2 separate regions of the Mus musculus genome follow, and region 1 is linked to region 2. The links are chromatin contacts, called in public HiChIP or PLAC-seq maps. All regions are on one chromosome and are shown on one strand. Each heading gives the region's core, a stretch centred on a gene start, on an enhancer-like site or on the middle of the called end of the contact. The rest is flanking DNA. Distances are from core to core; before and after follow the strand shown. Region 1 overlaps Zbtb1 (zinc finger and BTB domain containing 1). Region 2 holds the start of Mthfd1 (methylenetetrahydrofolate dehydrogenase (NADP+ dependent), methenyltetrahydrofolate cyclohydrolase, formyltetrahydrofolate synthase).

Region 1 (4,764 bases), core at 1,064-3,563, 130 kb after region 2:
CTTTCACTTTAAGTGCCAGCCTTGTAGGATGACTGCTGACCACAAGAACACTAAGGCCTTTAAGCATTGTCCCTGTCCTTGAGGGCTCCGTACAGTGGACATTACTGTACCATACTGCTCCTCACAGTGGTGAGTACTAATGACACAGTACGCCCCAGCATCGTGAAGACTCATACAGGGCGCACAGTGGCTTTAACAGGCTTTTGGGTGTGAGCACAAACTTGAGCCACCATTTATAGCATTGTTTCTATGGGAATGTGTGTTTCAGGTTCCAAATAACTCAAAAATAAGTTTTGGAACATTATCCAATTATAAATTCAGAACTTCCCGTACTAACTATTGAATTTAATAGCTAGCCAGAACGCCTGGTTTAAATAGTGAATAATTTTTGTGTTTGTCACTTAAGTGATAAAAACCTTTTATCTTGAGGAATCTCTAAACTGGTTATTGTCACAAGTGTCTCTTTTCTCTTTCGCTGTGTAGCCCTGTGGTGTGGAACTGCTGTAATTAAAGGTGCATGCCACCACTACTCTATGAATGTATTTACACACCCTTATCATATAATCAGGCCAAACCTGTTAATTACCACTTAAGACATTTATCCACAGAGAAAATTCATTCCTCAAATTTTACTATGTCAGTAAGAAATTTACTAAAAATAGGTTCTACAAGCTGGGGGTATAGCTTGTTGACAGATGTGCTTACCCAGCATGCGGGAAGTCCTGGGTTCTGTCGCAAGCACTTAGTAAACCAGGCATGGTGGTGCAGGGCTGTAATTCTAGAGCTGGGGGGAGGGGGCGCAGAAGTAAGATGATGAGAAGTTCAAGGTCATTCTCTACTACAAATAGAGTGTGAGGACAGCTTAGGCTATGTGAGGCCCTGCCTTGAAAAAGAAAAACAAAACCCAAAGCTTCCATAGCATCCTCAGGGAACTGCTCAGCACTTACGCAGTAGCGCCTGAATTCAGGACCCAGTCCTTAGTTGATGATCTTTGCCGAAGACCACACTAGAAAGTACCAAGACGGTTTTAGTGCCATCTGAGGTACATAGGAATACTTGTCTATAGTCCCAGCACCTAGTTTACCTCAGTTAGCTACATCCTGATAGAATGTTTGACAGTCCTACATGTTTGATTTCTATAAGACTCTTGAACTTAGATTAAGATCTGTTCTCTATAGGTTTATGGCTGTCTGAATTGCTTACTACAGCTGATGAGTTTCTTGAGCATTTTGACATTTAAAATAAGCTGGTAAACATTTTCAAAGTAAGTTTCAGTTGTAGTGTCAAATGCACTGGCTCTCTGCCTCCTTAATGCTGGTACTGACCTGGGTATCAGACCTTTGAGTGACAGTTGAGGGTTTGACTTTCTGTCCCAGCCCAACTGACAGCTCTGATAAACATGTTCTTCCAGTGATAGCTGGTAACGCAAACAAGTAGTAACAGATTTTAATCACAAAAATCAGAGCAGGTAAAATATAAGGACTGTTTATGTAAATAAACTTCTGGAAAGTTGGCTCAGTGGATAAGAGCACTGACTGCTCTTGCAGAGGTCCTGAGTTCAATTCCCAGCAACCACATGGTGGCTCACAACCATCTGATGCCCTCTTTGGTGTGTCTGAAGACCGGACAGTACACTCATATACATAAAATAATTCCTTTTAAAAAAAAAAAGACTTCATGATAAGCTACATAATAAAAACTTACTAAATTCTGGTGACTTTGTTGTTTGTTTGTTTGACAAAACAAAGCAGGGTCTCACTGTGTAGCCCTTGACTGGCCTGGAACTCACTATGTAGGCCTTTGTCTGGTACTCATGAATCTTTCCATCTGCCTCCCAGCAGTGGGATTAAAGTGACACTCAGGAATGTTTCCTTGGGATCTGTTGATTTTATTATTTTGTGTGCATGAGTGTTTTCCCTCTGTGTATGTTGGATGCATGTGTGCCTGTTGCCCACTGAGGTCTGAAGAGGGCATCAGAGCCCCTAGAACTGCAGTTACAGGCAGTTGTGAATCGCCATGTGAGTGCTAGGAGTTGAGTCCAGGTCCTCTGTAAGAGCAACAAGGGCTCTTAGTCACTGAGCCGTCTGTCTTCCTAGTCCCAGCAGTTTTATAAGTCATAAAGAAAGAATTAGAAAGAAAACTTCTTAGACTTTGAGTGAAACTGTTTAATAAAAGTAAATGCTTAATACAGTTTCTTTGCAGGAGTTGGGGAGGAAGCTGGCTGCCCTGGACCTCCCTACAGACTAGGCTGGTCTGAAATGGAGGGACCCTCTTGTTTTTGCCTCCCAAGCACTAGAATTGAAGGAATGTGCCACCACACCCAGCTACTTTCTGTGTCTCCCAGCTGGGTGGGCTGACAGGATTGCGACAGACACACGGGGTTTACACCTGCCCTTGGACAAGGTTCCTGTTGTCCAGCGATAGCGCCCTTCCTGTGGAGTCCTTATCTAGGGAAGAAAACGTCTCCATGCGACCTTGGGCTTTGGGATACCTGTGCCCTCCTGGTTTCAGTGGCGTATACAGTGTCTGATTTATTGAGTGAATCAATGTGCATCAGAGTGCTTTTGAGGCTGTGCTGATTGGAGGAGTGCTTGCTTGCCTAATGCAGAGTGTGAGAAGCGGTAATATATAGCTTCACACCTATGTAATTGGCTTTCTGTGTATTTGTATTCATTTTTGTTAGTGGCCGAATCAGTGTTTTTCATTTAGCTAAGAAGGGTCTTGGAGTTTTTTGACTCTGTCATTTCTTTTACTTGGAAGGAAACTTATCTAGTTAGATTTACCTCCTGGTGCTTAGATAAACATTGCCACCACAGCCAGTATTGTTTCCAGTCATTATTACATGGCCAACGCCACGCTTTACACATTAGTTGTGTGATTCTTTGTGCTTGTTATTGGAGTCATTGTTGTTGTTCCCACCTTACTACTGGGGCAAATGACTGTAAGCAGGTTGCACAATGGGAGAGCAGGGTGGCACCTCCCCCCACTCCCCACCCCGTGCTTGCCCCACTCAGTTTCATCCCTGTTCTGTGTGGGCATCGCTAGGCTCTACTCTGGTTTCTTTCCGTTTCCAATAACCGTTACTACTAGAAAGTTTAACGCTTTGATCCTTTTTGCTTGTTTCTCTTTATTCTTTATTAACTCTATCCTACGGTGGAATAGCTAGTGACTTCAAAATCTCACTCTTCTTAGGATGGACTTGGGCCAGTGACGTTGGACTTTCTTACCTTTGCATTTGGTTGTATTACTGTGTAGATTTGTTTTATATAATCATTTTTTTAAAGATTTATTTATTTTTATGTATGTGAGTACACTGTCGCTGTCTTCAGACTCCCCAGAAGAGGGCATCAGACCCCATTACAGATGGTTGTGAGCCACCCTGTGTTTGCTGGGAATGGAACTCAAGACCTCTGGAAGAGCAGTCAGTGCTCTTAACCACTGAGCCATCTCTCCAGCCCCTGTTTTATATAATTTTAGCTGTAACTTAGTTTGTACTTAGTTTGTTTCTGCACCTTCATTTATCAATATATTTTATTTTTACACGTTTTAAGGCTTCTTTAGTTTTATGAGTATCAGTGAGTTGCCCACGTGTGACTGCACACATGCCTTCCTAGTGCATTGGGCAGCCAGAAGAGAGCATTGCATTCCATGGAGTCATGGATGGCTGTGAGGCACCACGCAGGTGCTGGGAGCGGACCCTGGGTCTTCTGCAGCAGTAACAAGTGCTCTTAACTCCTAGGCCATCTCTCCAGCTTCTTTATCAGTGTATTTTAAAGTCTACTGGGCCAAGCTTAGTGTCATTAACTCTCAGGGATACCATAAATGATGTCTTTGAACACGTACTGCTTTTGTCCTTAGGCACGTTCTCAGTTTAGCTGTGGACATCTGAGACATGGGTTTGAAATTTATTACCTTATTGAGACACTTGATTTGGCTTCTGGAACCCACATGGCTTCTCCGTTTCACAGGCTCCATCTCTTCCTAGGAAACTCTGACACATTTCGGTAGGGAAAGGAATAGGAAGGGGGACAATGTGGGCCTGTATATAGCATGCAAGTATGAACAACAGGGTATGTGATCTATAGTTGATCTGTGAGGAAAGATAAAAGCAAGGAGAAATAAGTGGATTTGGCATTTTCTTGATTACTATTACAGAGATAGAAAGGTTTTAGAGCTACATATTGGTACTCTCCAGCACTCTGGAGAGAGAGGTAGAGTAGAGTATCTGTGAGTTCAAGGCTAGCCTGGTCTACCTAGCAAGTTCCAGAATAGCCAGGGCTACATAGAGAAACCTTGTCTCAAAAAAAGAAAAAATAAATAGGAGAATGAATATTTTATTTCACTCAACAACTTGTTATGATTGTTGGGATTGTTTGTTTTTTAAACTAATTAATTTTATGTATATGAGTACATGTAGCTGTTCTCAGACATACCAGAAAAGGGTATCGGATCCCATTACAGATGGTTGTGAGCTATCATGTGGTTACTGGGAATTGAACTCAGGACCTCTGGAAGAGCAGGAACTCTAGAAAACCCACTGAAATCTCTCTAGTCTGCTGGATTTGATTTTTGTTTGTTTGCTTTGTTTTAAGTTTTATAGGTACAGATTAAAATTTGAGACTAAAATTTGGAAAACTTTTGGGTTTTTTTTTTTATGCCTCTTTAAAACACACATTCACAAAACAAAACAAAAAACAGGGTCCAACTGTGTACACCTTAATATAATTGAACCTTTAGGATTTAAAATTTTCCCCCTTACCCAAA
Region 2 (4,550 bases), core at 651-3,150:
AAAACTAACATTTTGTTTACAGATTAGCATTTATAGGGAAAAACTAAATCCAATGTACCAGGCCCTAGGGCAGCTTGGGACTTCCCTATAGCTGAACAGCTTCTGCTGTGAACAGCTGTCTGAATCCAGACATCTCAGGGACAGCTTGTAAGGAGGCAGTTGTCTGAATCCAGCCATCTCAAGGACAACTTCTCCATCTTGTTGGCAGGGTCAAACAACCTAGGAGCGAACACCTACCCCACTTCTCCAAATGTTTTCTTAACTGTCTGTTAACAGGTAAAGAATATAGAAATTGCTGTTTTTCTAAACCAAGGTACATATGTTATAAAAATATATAACCAATCACCTGTCCTGCTCTAGTTAACTACATGCAGCTGATCAGCTCCTTTGTCCCCTTATCACTCTGAGCTCCAGACCTAAAGTTCAGGAGAATGAATTAAGGACCTTGAAGTCAGGTCCCTTGGATTCACCCAGTCTCCAGCGGGTACTCCCTTGCTTAAGCCAAAATGTCAACCAAAATACAATTGGATAACACTGCAGCTCACCCCAGCTCACCCCAGCTCACTTCTCACTTTGTGTTCCCATCCTTTTAAAATGTTGTACAGTATCCTTCCTGGGACATGTTTCAGGTCCTGAACTGGCTGCCTTCCTGAGCGCTCAGAGAATAAAGCTTTCATTTTTAAGCTTCCTGAGTCTGAAATAAGTTTTCTCGGCTTGTACCTCGAACCCAACAGTAAGAATCCAGCCCAGTTCCAGCGGCAGAAAAAGCAAAGTCAAGGCAGTGGCTCTGATGTATTCCTCTACCACCAGGCTCCCGAGGACATGGCCAAACTCATTTCTGCACCAGGGCAAATGGGGAGGGATGCCAGCCTTGCTGGCATCTAGCTGATGAACAAAGTAGTCTCTGCTTCAATACTGATTTGGTCCGCTGAGACCAGAGGATCACTCGTCCTGAACTCTGCTCCCTTCACGCTGATGAAGCCCCACGCTTCTGCTCTGAGGTCCCTCTTAGCTGCTGGGCTGAGCCTGCTTTTGGGCTTCAACCCTGGGAGGATAGCAGGTTTTAGTTATGGAAGGCTGGGTTCAGTAGTAGCGAACTTGTCTCTATGTCAAGGCTGTGGATTGATCGTCCCTGCTGTTACTAGAATTGCGAGCCAGACCCTGGGCTCTGAGAATCTAATAAACCAGGTTAGTCACCATCCTTAATAAGTCGATTAAACAAGTAATGGTAAGATATAGAAAAAGGAGATTTATTCAATACGGCCACATTGGGAAGAGGGACAAAGAGAAGTCTTATCTTCTGAGTTCTAATATGAAACTGAGGTTTAAGTAAAGAGTCAGACTTGATATAGAGTTGAACAGTGAAGGTCGAGGTGTGGACCTGTCCATTACTGTCTTGGCTTCAGTCCTGCAAGGTGATCTCTGAAATCTCTTTCCCCGGAAACAAATTTCTACTCTGGCTGGTGGAAAAGCAATTCCCTGGAGTGCTTCCTCCGCAGATGGCTAACCAGAGGGACACAATTGCCTCGTTAAGGATAGCCTCACTCTTGCTAGGAGGGTAACAGAGAGGCAGTTATCCCAGGTGTTCCCCACCACACTCTGAAAGCTAGGGCCTATGACAACGTGGAAAGCCGCATTGCCTGCTCCAGGTCAGTAGCCGGAATCAGCTTAAGGCCTCCAAGATCCTGCCCGGAGAAGCCAGTACGATCCAAAATCACACTGCTTTGCAGGACTCTGTCGCCGCAACCTAGGTCACGCAAACTTGCTCAGACAGGCCCATTCCTGCCCGGACTCCGCCCAGTTCCACCGCGCCCCCTACACACTATCTCTGATTGGCTAAAAGCGAGGCGGGAAGCTCCCGGCTCATCAGAGGCGGGCTCCACACAGGCTCTTTCCGCAGCCAGTCATTGCCGCCAACCAGTCTTTGGTGACAACCCTCTTGCTGCCTGGGCCCACCGGCTCCCGCAGACGCTCCTGGGCCTCCTCTGTCAGCGGGTCACGACGTCTTTCCGGGTCGCCTGCGCACCTTCGCTGCTGAGCGCGACGCAGGCGCACTAGCTGATTTCTCCCGGGAGGTCCCTGAGCACGTGGGTTGTGCTGTCCTGCGCGCGCGGAGCGACTGGAACCTGATTTTTGCTGGTGTTCACCGTGGGTGGCAGACTAGCAAAGGCCATGGCACCAGCGGGAATCCTGAACGGGAAACTGGTTTCTGCGTAAGTACTTGCCAGTGATAGTGGTGGTGGGCTCAGAGCAGGGCGTGCAGATCCCCAAGCGCCTGGGCTCTGCAGGAGAGGTGCTTAGATGGGGTTTGCGGGAAGAGAGGACATCGACACGGGCTCCTAGAATCTGAAGACTGGTTTCCTGAAGCCAGAGAAACACATGCCCGGCCCAATGTGCAATTGCAATAGACTGCCTGGGGTGGCTGCATTCCTAGGTTTGGCGGCAAGTCCTGACCTGACCTTGTTCTCAAAAGTGTAGCTGCTGGCATCATTCTGCCTAGACACGGGCTACCTGAGGAGTCCAACCTCAGAAACCCAGCATAGCCGCTTGTCTGGCAATTTGGTGGTGATTCGGTTGTGGCAAGATTTGACACGGGTGATTGGTCAAATCAGAGAGAGGGTCTCTTTCTAATTTTTTGTTTGTTTGTTTTCTGACAAAGGGTCTCTCCACGGAGCCCTGGCTGTCCTGCAACTTACTCTGTAGACCATGCTGATCTTGAACTCACAGAGATCCCCTCCTGCCTCTGCCTCCTGAGTGCTGGGATTAATGGCTTGGGCTACCACACCTGGCCTAGAGGGTTTCCTCTAATTCAGCGCATTCCTCATTACACCAAATGCTGTCTTTTTTTCTCTTTCACCCCGCCGGCTTCACTTCCAAGGTATCGCACAGGCAAGGCAAGCGCCGCACCACTCAGCTACTACGCCAGCGCTCGCTTGCTCTACCCTTTAACAGCCTACCTATCCGTCCTGGCGCTAAAGTTACTTTTCAGTTTGGCTCTTGTGTGCTGACCCTATTCCATATTCCGTCAGACCACCTGTTCTGGCCGTGCAGATTTAAATGCTTAACTAGTGGGAATGTTTGCCAAGTGTCGTCCCAGAGAGTAGCACCCTTTTGCTGTTTGGGAGAGAGGGCTGGGAATTGAGCCCCTAAGTGTGGAGCCCGAAAGTGTGCATAACATCTGGGCTACATTCCTTGCTTTTTGTTTAGGGAGTGAGTGTTGGGGACTGCTGAGGAGAGAGAAAGGTCTGTTTTTGTGAACTTGCTGAAGGTTGCTTTTCCGACATTAGGTATCTGGTTATTTATTAACTGCTGGGGCTAGCAGTAAGTGTCCAGTAAACACTTGGTTTTGTCACAAGAGACCTTGAGAGAATGATGGTGAAGCCTACTCTAGAGTAAAGAGAGCTTTTGTTGAAGATTGCGAAAAAAGAGGAAAAATATAAATTAAATGGTGAATCTTGCACTAAGGCAAGGAAGAACTCCAGATTTTTGGACTAGAAATCATAATATATACAAGTTCTTTTCTTTCTTTCTTTCTTTTTTTTTTTTTCCTTTTTCTTTTTTTAAAAGACAGGGTCTTAGGTAACCCAGGCTTGCCTCAAACTCAAATGTATCTGATTCTGGCTTTGAACTGCTGATTCAGTGCTTGCTTATACTTCCAAGGGCTGAGATCACAGGTCTGGACCACTACATCAGACTTTTGTTTGTTTGCTTGTTTTTCAAGCCAGGGTTTCTCTGTGTATCCCTGGCTGTCCTAGAACTCACACTGTAGACCAGGTTGACCTCAAAGAGATCTACTTGCCTCTGCCTCCTGAGTGTTGGGATTAAAGACATATATCACCATGCCTGCTTTTTTCCCCTTTCTTAAACCTTAATGTGGTGGCTGGAGAGGTGGCTCAGGGATTAAGGAGAGCACATCTTGTTCTTCCAGATAACTCAGTTCAGTTCTTAGCACCCTGTTCAGACCATTCACAACTGCCTGTAACTCCAGCTCCAAGGGAAAGATGCCTTCTGGGTACCCACGGACAGGCATGGCATACACTTATACACATACACATGCACAGAAATAATGTTTTTTAAAAAAAACTTACTAAGTATATTTTAGGTTAGTCACATATTATGGGATGCATATAGGTAGTAATAATGTATATGGTTACTAAAGTGACAAATGTAAATTATAAGACTTGCTAAGATGAACTTACTGGGCACAATCCTGGATACAGTAGTCTTTGATTACCCACAGTCCTCTGTTCTACCCACTCTTCCATATCTCCCACTTTGTATTCTTTGGGAAAAGTCTGGTTTCTTGCCATGCCCCGTCTTATTTCTAGCTGTGTGCTTGGATTTAACTTCCCAATGAATGCAATTATGTAGCATTTTTCTTGCAATGTCAGGGTTGTTTTTCAGCATAGTGTCTTCTGGTTCTGTCCATGTGACAGATCTCCTTTTTTAAGGAGTAATAATTTACAGTATGTCTAATTCTCTTTCTCTATTTGTCTGTTGAAGCCATGGCTATTCAGTGATAGAGGAACTGGCACCTGCAATGCCCTGGC

The links. HiChIP or PLAC-seq counts read pairs in DNA pulled down with a chosen protein or histone mark.
Region 1: an H3K4me3 HiChIP or PLAC-seq map of embryonic stem cells shows a contact between it and region 2, with 12 read pairs. The contact joins the enhancer-like site here to the promoter of Mthfd1 in region 2. A contact is called at or near these places in 4 of 39 promoter capture datasets (the C10 cell line, erythroid cells, fetal liver and 1 more), 9 of 484 Hi-C or Micro-C datasets (CD4 T cells, the G1E-ER4 cell line, double positive thymocytes and 4 more), 7 of 115 datasets of contacts at active chromatin or transcription factors (effector CD8 T cells, embryonic stem cells, extraembryonic endoderm stem cells and 2 more) and 3 of 9 other capture datasets (adipose tissue, liver and pancreatic islet).

Annotation. Positions count from the first base shown.
Region 1 is chr12:76,377,973-76,382,736 of GRCm38.p6, forward strand. The region is part of intron 1 of Zbtb1 (zinc finger and BTB domain containing 1); the gene reads left to right. Among named protein-coding and RNA genes, the nearest start is that of Zbtb1, 9.8 kb to the left of the region's middle. Within about 2 kb of position 2,314, at least 12 of the 459 cell types and tissues checked have an H3K27ac peak or open chromatin away from gene starts, as enhancers often do. A contact at or near this core is called in the G1E-ER4 cell line, embryonic stem cells and extraembryonic endoderm stem cells, where this site is marked.
Region 2 is chr12:76,253,332-76,257,881 of GRCm38.p6, forward strand. Mthfd1 (methylenetetrahydrofolate dehydrogenase (NADP+ dependent), methenyltetrahydrofolate cyclohydrolase, formyltetrahydrofolate synthase) reads left to right here and starts at 1,901. Exons shown (of 28, transcript NM_138745.2): 1 at 1,901-2,213. The coding sequence starts at 2,173.